2 separate regions of the Mus musculus genome follow, and region 2 is linked to region 1. The links are chromatin contacts, called in public HiCAR-type maps. All regions are on one chromosome and are shown on one strand. Each heading gives the region's core, a stretch centred on a gene start, on an enhancer-like site or on the middle of the called end of the contact. The rest is flanking DNA. Distances are from core to core; before and after follow the strand shown. Region 1 has its middle 120 kb from the start of Gm40998. Region 2 overlaps Irx1 (Iroquois homeobox 1).

Evidence for each region. HiCAR-type assays count read pairs that join an accessible place to other places.
Region 2: a contact with region 1 is called in a HiCAR-type map of kidney, with 4 times the contacts expected there. The contact joins two enhancer-like sites. A contact is called at or near these places in 1 of 39 promoter capture datasets (the 3T3-L1 cell line), 1 of 484 Hi-C or Micro-C datasets (nephron progenitors), 6 of 115 datasets of contacts at active chromatin or transcription factors (the NIH/3T3 cell line, embryonic hindbrain, embryonic limb bud and 3 more) and 1 of 9 other capture datasets (adipose tissue).

Annotation. Positions count from the first base shown.
Region 1 is chr13:71,270,291-71,275,104 of GRCm38.p6, forward strand. No RefSeq gene overlaps it. Among named protein-coding and RNA genes, the nearest start is that of Gm40998, 120 kb to the right of the region's middle. Within about 2 kb of position 2,016, at least 25 of the 459 cell types and tissues checked have an H3K27ac peak or open chromatin away from gene starts, as enhancers often do. A contact at or near this core is called in kidney, where this site is marked.
Region 2 is chr13:71,953,733-71,958,546 of GRCm38.p6, forward strand. It overlaps Irx1 (Iroquois homeobox 1), which reads right to left. Exons shown (of 4, transcript NM_010573.2): 4 at 4,500-4,814. Among named protein-coding and RNA genes, the nearest start is that of Irx1, 7.6 kb to the right of the region's middle. Within about 2 kb of position 2,914, at least 12 of the 459 cell types and tissues checked have an H3K27ac peak or open chromatin away from gene starts, as enhancers often do. A contact at or near this core is called in kidney, where this site is marked.

The sequences.
Region 1 (4,814 bases), core at 766-3,265:
ATGCAAAGGGTGCACTCTACAAGTAAAACACACCAAGATGGGAACGGTACACTTTGTACCTCGGGAAGGTTGCAATGCAGAAACACAGAGAACTTGGGTTATAATAACATCTGAACTGATCGGGGCGGTGGGAATGTCGTAGTACTGGTTCCAGAGGAGACCCAGGTGAGTAAGCAGTGAGGTGATTTAGGGCGTCATCCATCACTTCCTGCCTGTCATTTAAGCAGGCCATCTATATGCATGGTGGGACCACGAGGGGAGGCAGGAGGCCTGATTTATGGGTGAGGGCAAACACCTGTGGGTCCAGCAGCTCAGAAATTAGCCACAAGTAGCATATTAGTGGAGCCCATCAGGCACGGTTCAGGATCTCAGGCTCTTGATTTGCCCATAAATAAGTTTCTACATGGCTACCCCGAGGCCTCCTGGTGATTAACGGCCTTGACCTAACAGTGGAATACACAGATTGAGCAGCACAGTGGGGCTTGCAGGTGCACACTGTAATCACACCATCTCAAACTTGACTGTCCCTGGGTTGAAAGGGCTGCAACGGAGGGGGGATCCTGTTAAGGCGGCTTATCAGAAGTAACAATTTACCTTTCAGTCTCCAACCCTGTCATTACATTGACAACCTTGTAGCAGCTGCCCCATAACTACTTATCAACCATAAAACATTTTCTCCTTTGGTGCCCAGTGTAGATGTGCATAGAACCTGTAACTACAGCCACACCTACTACGGCTTGATGTTTTGATGTTTTCCTATATCCTTTTGTATCGGGGAGACTTTTTCATAGTTTATTATGCATTAATGTTTATCTGGAATATTTCTTCACATTATGTTCCATTTTTAGTCTAGTCTAATCTTAGCTTTATGGAACATATGAGGATCAGAGTAGGATAAGGACATACCTGATATACTGTTAATAAAATGTCCATGCCAGGGGTGACACGTCTGTCTCTATTCGGTGAAAACAGAAAGGAAATTGGATAAGACAGAGAAGGATGTACTAGGATCCTTTGGAAGTCTGAGATTTAAGGGAAGGAATTTACATAAGCGCTGAGGGTCAGACAATTCATCTAGACCAGTGGTTCTCAAGGTCTTCAGTGCTGCGACCCTTTAATAAAGTTCCTCATGTTGTGGTTAACACCCATCAAAAAATTAATTTTGTTGCTACCTCATAACTGCAATTTTGCTACTGTTATGAATCATAATGAAAACACTTGTTTTCCAGTGGTCTCAGGTGACTTCTGTGAAGAGGTCATTCAACACCTCACAGAAGTCATGACCCACAGGTTGAGGACGGCTGATCTGGAAGGCATTGAAAAGGTGCAAACAAATATAATGATGCCAGAGGAGCCTACACTTCACCAGGAAAACCAATACTATTTCATATTATTCATGAGTTTTCTGGACTCCTAGCCCGTTTTATGCTTTAGATGTATCTCCTAAAATTCTTACATAACATCAGTTATGTTAAGAGAGGTGGAACGATGACAGATTCCATCATCTCCTCCTGTTGACGCTGGATCTATCATTTTAAACTTTGCCAGCAAAGTTAAAAACATCTCCAAGCTGCTTACAAACACCAACTCTAAAGGCACATTGGACGCGTTAGTACATTTAGCTCCATAGAAGGAGGGAGCAGATGGGCTTCCAGAGCACATGGGTGGCATGTGTGATTGATGTCTGAGAGTTAAGGGAGAGGAACGACTCAAAGCCTGTTGGAAAAGTGAAACTTTACCTGAAGGGTTTGGTAAACAGACCCAGAGACTTCAGAGCCAAAGGGAACAGAAGTCAGGGGGCTGAGTTAGGCGCCTGGGGACAGTGCCACCACTTCTGGGAAAAGCAAGTTAAGAGGTTAGTGAGAGATAGTCAACTAAGTAAGTGTATTTCCATTTGTAAGTTAATAAATTCAAGAGAAACCCAGCTGAGATCTGAATGCTCAGCCTGCTCAGGGTGAGAGTTACATTTTAAACCAAACAGGGCTCCATCAATGATGGCCCTTAAGGCAGGCAGTGTCCCATGAATTGCAAATGCTGAGGCTAATAGCTTTCCCAGGAGTTTGCTTCCTGTTAGGGCCCTTCCATGCCTTCATCCACTTAAGTGTGGAAAAGCCTTGCAGTTGTGAGCTCAGAGCTCAGTGCAGAGTGTTTTCCACATTACTGCTAATATGGAAAAAGCACAGGTATGGCGTCTGTGTTGTTTATCATAATATCCACGGTAGTTAACTGCCTGTCACCTTTGCCCCTTGCCACTCTTCTCTTCTCTGAGCTCCTAACCCTGCCCGTGCCTTTCCAATAGTGCCAGAGTCAAGGAGAGCATCCTGGTGAGTCCGCTGGCCTCTCTCCAGGACTATGACTGCTCCCTTTCAATGAGTAATCCAAATACCAATGTCCCATGACAGAACAGAGACTAAAGAAAGCCAACTGGATTAGATGCCTTTCTCACTACTGTGATACAACATACCCAACACGCAACTTAAGGGGAAAGTTCTGAGTTTGGCTCAGGGTCTGAGGAGATGTAGGCAGTCAGGTGGGAAGATGCATCAGGGCAGGAGCTGGTCACACCTGAGTGGATCAGGAGGCAGACAGGTGGCTGGAAGCAGGTGCTGTCCTCTCAAACTTACTTCTTGCAGCTATACCCCCCTCTCAAACAATGCCAGCATCTAGGAACTAAGTATGCAAGCATAGGAGCTGATGACTCGGTCTCCTCTGATCTTGGGCTTGTAAACCATTGTATAGTAAAGACAGGCTAGGTGCCTTGCTGTTTATGCCTTAATCTGTTTCATAAGGATTGGTCTGTAACCTTAACTATAAATGGTTTTGTGCTGCCAGTTCCCTGAAATGGCAACCATGCCTTTGTTGCAAATGGTTATTATGACCACCTGTTGTTCTGACTACCTTGGTATGATTACCTTGTTATAACCAACTTGCAACAATGTCTTTGTTTCACAAGAGGTTGTTACAGCCAAGTTGTTATACTCTGCTTGTTATACTCAGTTAGGCCCTGCTTATTGGCCTGCCAAATCTCCCATTTTGAAACCCCTTACCCCTGAGCTATTAAAAGAACCTGTATTTTGACCACGTCAGGTGTTAACCTTTTGAACCCCAACTTCAGGGGAGGCAGTATGTGCACACAAATAAAAAAACCTTACTTTCATGAATGTGTCCATGATGATGCATGTTGGTGATCTTTCTCCTCACATCTTTTGGATTCACAGAACCCGTTGGTGACATTTCAAATTTCACGGTAATATTAATCATCCTGAAGTAATCATCACCCTTCTTAAAATTAGCATTAGGTCTCAGCGTTCGTGTTGAGTAATCTTTTCTCATGGACTTTAAGGTGTGGCAGGACACTTTTAGGTCACCATGACTAACAGTGTGTGAAACATATTCACCTTTGTTCCCCAATGCACCATTCAGTCCTTTTGCTGGGAGCAAGTTGCTCAAGCAAGTGACATTTTCTGTGTTGACATCTTGAGTCCTTGAGTCACCACCAGGAAGGGAGCTACTACTGTGGACTAGCAGGCCCACACCGTAACAGCACACCAGCTGTTTGGGCAAGTCATTGAGGAGTTGGATATGTTTTGTGTGTGTGTGTGTGTGTGTGTGTGTGTGTGTGTGTGTGTGTATCGGCAAACAGTGCCCCTGAGGTTTAAAGGACTGGGTGCCGAGTATGCAGCTGAGCAGGCATGGAGATTACCTGGGAAGTTTCTCCACAAAGAAAAACAAGCTTGGGTAAAGAAGCTCTTTTCATTTCTCCAGTGAAGAAAATAGATGTTTTGTGCTGTGGTGTGGTTTTTTGTTGTTGTTGTTGTGTTCTTGTTTTTGTTTTGTCTTGTTTTTCCCAACTCAGCATTTTCAATCTGACGTTTTCAAGTGGAGGTAATCATAACTGAATCCCCTTAAGGTTTTCTGTTCCTGTCTCAGGAGGATTATTCTGGGATGGTCACTAACATGAACTGGGTTCAACTCTGTGTATAGTTTTATATGCTCTGGTTGGGAAGATCGTCATTTCCCCATCAAAGCCATTGGAACAAAACAAAGCTTGTCTGCCAGGAATGCTAACAGGAAGAAAATGAGGAAAGGCCTCAGTGCTGTTGCAAACGGCCAGGTTCCTGGGAGATTAACTTTAGTTGACAGTGCTTTCAATTCATTCCTAATCAATATATGTCATCTTTATTGAGGAGCCACACTATAGAAGAATAGGGAAAAATAATTTCAGCACTGTTTCCTTCCCAGAGTTGAAAGGAACTGATGTTTATTGTGAGCATGACAGTTAGAGTGGTTGGCAGTGCAAATCACCAAAAAAAAAAAAAAAAAAAAAAAAAAAAACCACACGGTGCGGACTCTTCCAGCACAGAGTCGGAAGAAAGGTTTTACACTCATTTGGACCCCATAAAGAGAAGGACACACAACATTGCTATAGCAACAACCCCGCTGACATGGCATGAAAGGGTGGTCCTCACTGAGGAAGCCCACTCACATAGCCACTCTCCTACTTTTCCATCCATCCATCCATCCATCCATCCATCCATCCATCTGTCTTCTTGTTCATTCATCTGGCCTTACTCTCCACCCATCATCTCTTCCTTTGCCTGGGCCCAGTCATGCTTTTATCACTGAAACTTCCATATTGCAGTGCCTTGCTTCAGAAGCTCAGGTCTGACTCTGTAGCCTGACCCTCTGAAGCACCAGCCACTCCACCATTACTCTCACAAAGACTGCATTCCTGCCAGTTTTGACCTCTTGGGTCTCTTAGAAACTACTTGAACCCCGTGGCATCCCAATAACCCTTTACAGCCATTCATTGA
Region 2 (4,814 bases), core at 1,664-4,163, 680 kb after region 1:
TCTCTGCTGCCCCACTTCAGGCAACCTTAGGATTTTAGAGTACACAAGAGCCCTCCACCATGGTGGCAGGGTGACTCTCAGAGCTCTTCTCTCCAACGAAAACAACCGTTAAAAGTACACAATTTACCACTGCTTTGGTATAAAGACCACAGGTACAGAAATTGTCCATTTGAAACAGTTTCCAGCAGGCCTCCAGAGTGTGGGGCCCTAGCCCGGCTGGCTGGAATAACCCAGCATAACTTGGTTTACGGCGTCTCTAGACACTTTCCCAAGATACAAAGGCCTCCAGCAGCCCCCATGTGGTGACCTTTAGAGGTCTTATAGCTCCAGCTCTGGAGCCATAATTAGAGCAGGCTTGCTCCATGGGGGCACACTGGAGATTGCAGTGCCTGGTGGCAGTAAACTGCTCCTGGGATCCCTGCAGGGTCTGCATGGTGGCCATGCAACTGAATACCCACGAGGAAGAGGGACTTCAACCCAGGACAGCTCCTTGGCCTGCAGCTGCAAGCAGCCTTTGAGCTGAGACTCTCTCATTCTGGGCTTCTCACCCCCTAAACCACCTACAGGCAATGAAGGAATCCTTCAAACCGGACAAGCGCCGACACCATTCTCAGGGCATGGCCTGACTTCAGCTCTTCTGTCTCCTGACTCCTACCCTAGATGCCAACACTACCATCAATCCAATCCACATGTCCTCCTCACAGCTTTGTCTCTGAGAGCCGCATCTATGTTCTCCCTCACTACCCAACACACAGAATCCTGTACCCTAAAGCCTCCCTCTCTATCTCAGGGGACCCGAGAGCCTGGATGACTCCTCCTACAGTGCTCCATCCCATAATGAGGACAGAGAGGCCTAGAAATTGGTCTGGCCGTGCAAATCCCTCTGGCTGATGTACTCCAAACCCTGCTCCCTCTCAATGCCTCACTCAACAAGTGACCCTCTCTGGGCTCTGCGTCCTTTCCCTATTTTCAGAATTTCCATTTGCAGTAAGTATTGTCAAATGACCAGTCAGTTTGGGAACACATTTCCTGTTCTATACTCCTCTAAACTCCCAAGCCAGTATCCACAAGCCCCCCCCCCCTCCCCCACATCCGCCTTGGAAGGCTCACCCCTTTCTGGTGGGAAAACACCCTCTATAAGATGGAAGCACCCCTGGGGTCTCTGCTCCTTCAGGAGAGGGGAAAGACTGATCAGGGTTCACAGAGCTCCCCCTCAGGTGAGGTTTGGAGGGTTTGTGAGATGGACTAGAAGCCAGATCCAAGACACCCCCCAGGTGCTGTGTCTGGCCCTGTCCTCCCTCTTTTTCTCTCTCCTTCCTCATTCTCTGCCTAAGTCTGAACCAAAGGACAACTGGAGCTCAGCAGGGCGTGATTCATCGGTGGCGCCCTTCTGAGCCAAGACCCGTATTACATTAATCAGTTTCACACCACTATAATGGAGATATGAATATGAATTCTCCATATTGCAGGGAGATAAATGTGCTTTTATATAATGGATCAAGAAAAGGGGGCTGGATGGGGAAGCAGGGTGACTGGGTAAGTTCCATCAGGTCAGCCAAGGGGAGCGATGTGATGCTCACCCCACAGGAGATGTGCTGGGCACTGAAGCATGGGGCCCTAGACTAGAGTCGTTTCTCACCCTTCCATGTCCTTTGTAAACTTCCAAAGAAGCTCAGAGAGAGACAGTCTGGGCAGGATACTGAATGTCCTTCTCAAAGGGAGGAAGGGTATTCTATGCAGAGGCCACCAGTTCTATGTGGAGTCCCATCCCCACACCCAGCTCCCCCCTTCCGATCTCAGAGTTGTCCCCACACTGGGGATGACACCTGGGACAAGGTGTTGCTAGAAGTGCCCTGCACAGGCAAAAACTTCCCAAGGAACATTTGTGGCTCTCATGGTAGATGTCGGTATCTCTAAGTTCTCTGAGACCATGTTTTGTTTTGTTTTGTTTTCAAAAGGTTAAGTTCCCAGCACCCAGGGCCCATCAGGGCACAACAATATATTTGTACACGTGTAGCAGCTGTAGAGGAAGATGTGAACAAACAATGCAAAACAATGCTTTGGGGCTTGATTAAAAAAAATTTTTTTTTTAACTTTTCACTGAAGAAAAGCAGTTCTGACAGAGATCTGACCTGTGTACTGTCATGGCTGATTCTCAGGAGAAGGACTCCTCCGGCTGCCCAGTTCTACCTTCTAGACTACTAGACTCCTATATTACTGGGATTCTGTCAGTGAGGCACAAGCTAGTTCAATGGCTGCACATGCTGGCAGAGCACCTCAAATGTATTTTGCAAGGGACAAAAGGAGACAGAAGGGAGGTACTTGGGCAATGACTAGATTCAGAGATGTGAAAAGAAGACCTTACCTGCCTGAGCTGAAGGAGTCCACCAGAGTTCAGCTGCAGCTTCCCACAGTCACCCAGAACAAATCTCCCAGCAGACATTTTGAAGGTCTGAGTAGCGTGCCAGCATGCCTGGCTATCCCATTCCTCATTTCAGATACAAGGCATGGTTGGTTAGGTTTCTTCAGAGATGCTGTTTCATCAGGGAACCCACTCCAGAGCCTCTGGGTTGAGGGTCCAGAGACAGGAGGCTCCACACAACTTCAACAAGGGTGTTGTAAAAGGGTACTTTTGACTTAGCAAACTTCATCAGGACAGAGAAAGCACAGCTTACAGTCCAGAGCCCACTTTTGCCTCCAAATGCCAGTGGCCTGGCAGGCCCCCAGACACACACCGCACACATGCTCACACACATGATTGATCCCAGGAACAAGCACTAAGCCTTGTCACTACAAATCCATGCTTTTGCCTAGGGAGTCCCAAAGCCTAACTGTCCCAGAGTTTCAAGGAGCCCCAGAAACATCACCAGCAGGGGTCAAGGTCCCATTCTGCTTTCGGACCATAGAGGGCGCTTCGAGCATGTCCATTCAGACCTCGGAGCTCCCACCAGCTTAGCAGAGGGCGTCTATGGGACCCAAGTCTACCTAGCTGGACTGCCCAACTCCTTAGCTGCTTTGCGAACTGACTCGTGACCCCACGTGTGGTACACTTTCTTGCCTTGGCAGCATCTGCGAATCTCTCTCTCTCTCTCACTCTCTCTCTCCAGTCTGGAGGTTCAGAAATCCAATCCTTACTCAACCTGAGACAAGAGTGGGAAGAATTGAGAAGAGGGAGCATGCCCTGAGTGCAGTGTGGCCCCAGCAGTGCACGGGGTGCCTGCTGGTCCTTGATGCTAGCAAGTAGCGGTGGTCAAAGGCACATGGTCTTCCCCTGGGTGTGCAGGGGGGCGCGCGCGCACACACACACACACACACACTCCACACACCAACACCATGACTCTTATGGGCAGCCCGGGGAGAGAGCAAGTTTCCTGGCAGCTGGGAAGAGCGGAGCCTAAACTGGGGAGAGACTGCCCAACTTTGTCCCCATTTAGCTTGTTTTCCCCACAGTTTACATCGTCTTAGGAAGTTTTACTATTTGCTTGCGCAGTCCTCATGAATCCCAATCCGGTAGCCATCATAGTCCTAAAAGTCCTGGCTCTGGTTTGGCGGAGTCTTCCGCTCTGCTGAAAAGTGCGCAGGCGACTGGCTGGTAAGCCGCAAAGGAGTGGTGGGACTCCTAACTCTCCACTGTGGTTTTCAAAACTGCTTGCTGGCCGGTGCGGTACCGAGCTATCGCCTTCCCTCATTGTTGCTACAGTGCTCCTCAGCCTTCTCCGGCAAGACTGAGGGACTATTAGTTCAGGCTTCTTCAGCTGATGTACGCACAGTCGCAGATCGTCCTACCCGGGTTTAAAGATGCGCCCTAGGCAACCCCTTCACTACAATCACCACTCACTCCCCACCCCGTAGCGCACCTTTTCTCTGAAGCCACTTCTGAATCTTGAATCGCAAACCCAGGGAACCCCGGAACTCGGAACCAAACCCTATGTCGCTCATCTATATGAGAATATTTTTTAAAGAACCTTCCGTTTTCTCCTCTTTACACTTAAACAACTGACTAAGCACACTGTGAGCAATATTTCATACTCCATTACGTCCACGCTCTGACTAGAAAACGACCCTCCTCTAAAACGCATCGCTCACACAACTAGTGAGTAATTGATTTCGAGCCCGAAGTTCCCCTTTGGGAGTGTGATTGAAAATTCTCTTCATTTCCCCCCATTTTGATCCACTTTAAAACATCGGTTTTGTAAACTGTCTAAAATTGAACGCATTTATGTACTTAAAAAGGCTGCTCCAGATAAACGCTTGTCTAAGCGTGGCAAAGATTTACACTGCCAACAAGAAGCTGGCCTAGGAGCAAAACGAACAAATTCAACCACTACCATCACGGACTGTGCGCCTGACACTCGGTGGAAACACTGTTCCAAGACCCTTCTCCCAAAAGAGTCTGGCGAAACCATAGCCCCTGAACTGTGCCCAGGATTTCAAGATCGCAAACATCATGGCCTCCCCCAAAACGCAGGAGGACAGGGACAAACAGCTGTAGCCGCGTGGACATCGTTTCATTTAGTTTATTAGACAAAAATATATGATTTAAACAAGTTCGCTGACGCGCTATTTACAATCTGAAATCACGCTATATACAGAAAGGGGAAAAAAGAAACAAAGAAGACACAAACACAGAAGTGGGAGGGGGGCATTTACCGAATCGGATAATCAATCCGAGCGGCAGGCTGAGCCTTACTCCCCCCTTCCCAAGCGCTTAGGCAGGATGAGCCCCTTTCTGCAGAGAGCGATGTGTGAGAATCACTGACGCTGCCGTCACGTTTGTCCTTTACACAAGTCTCAAATATTTGTCTTAATTCTTC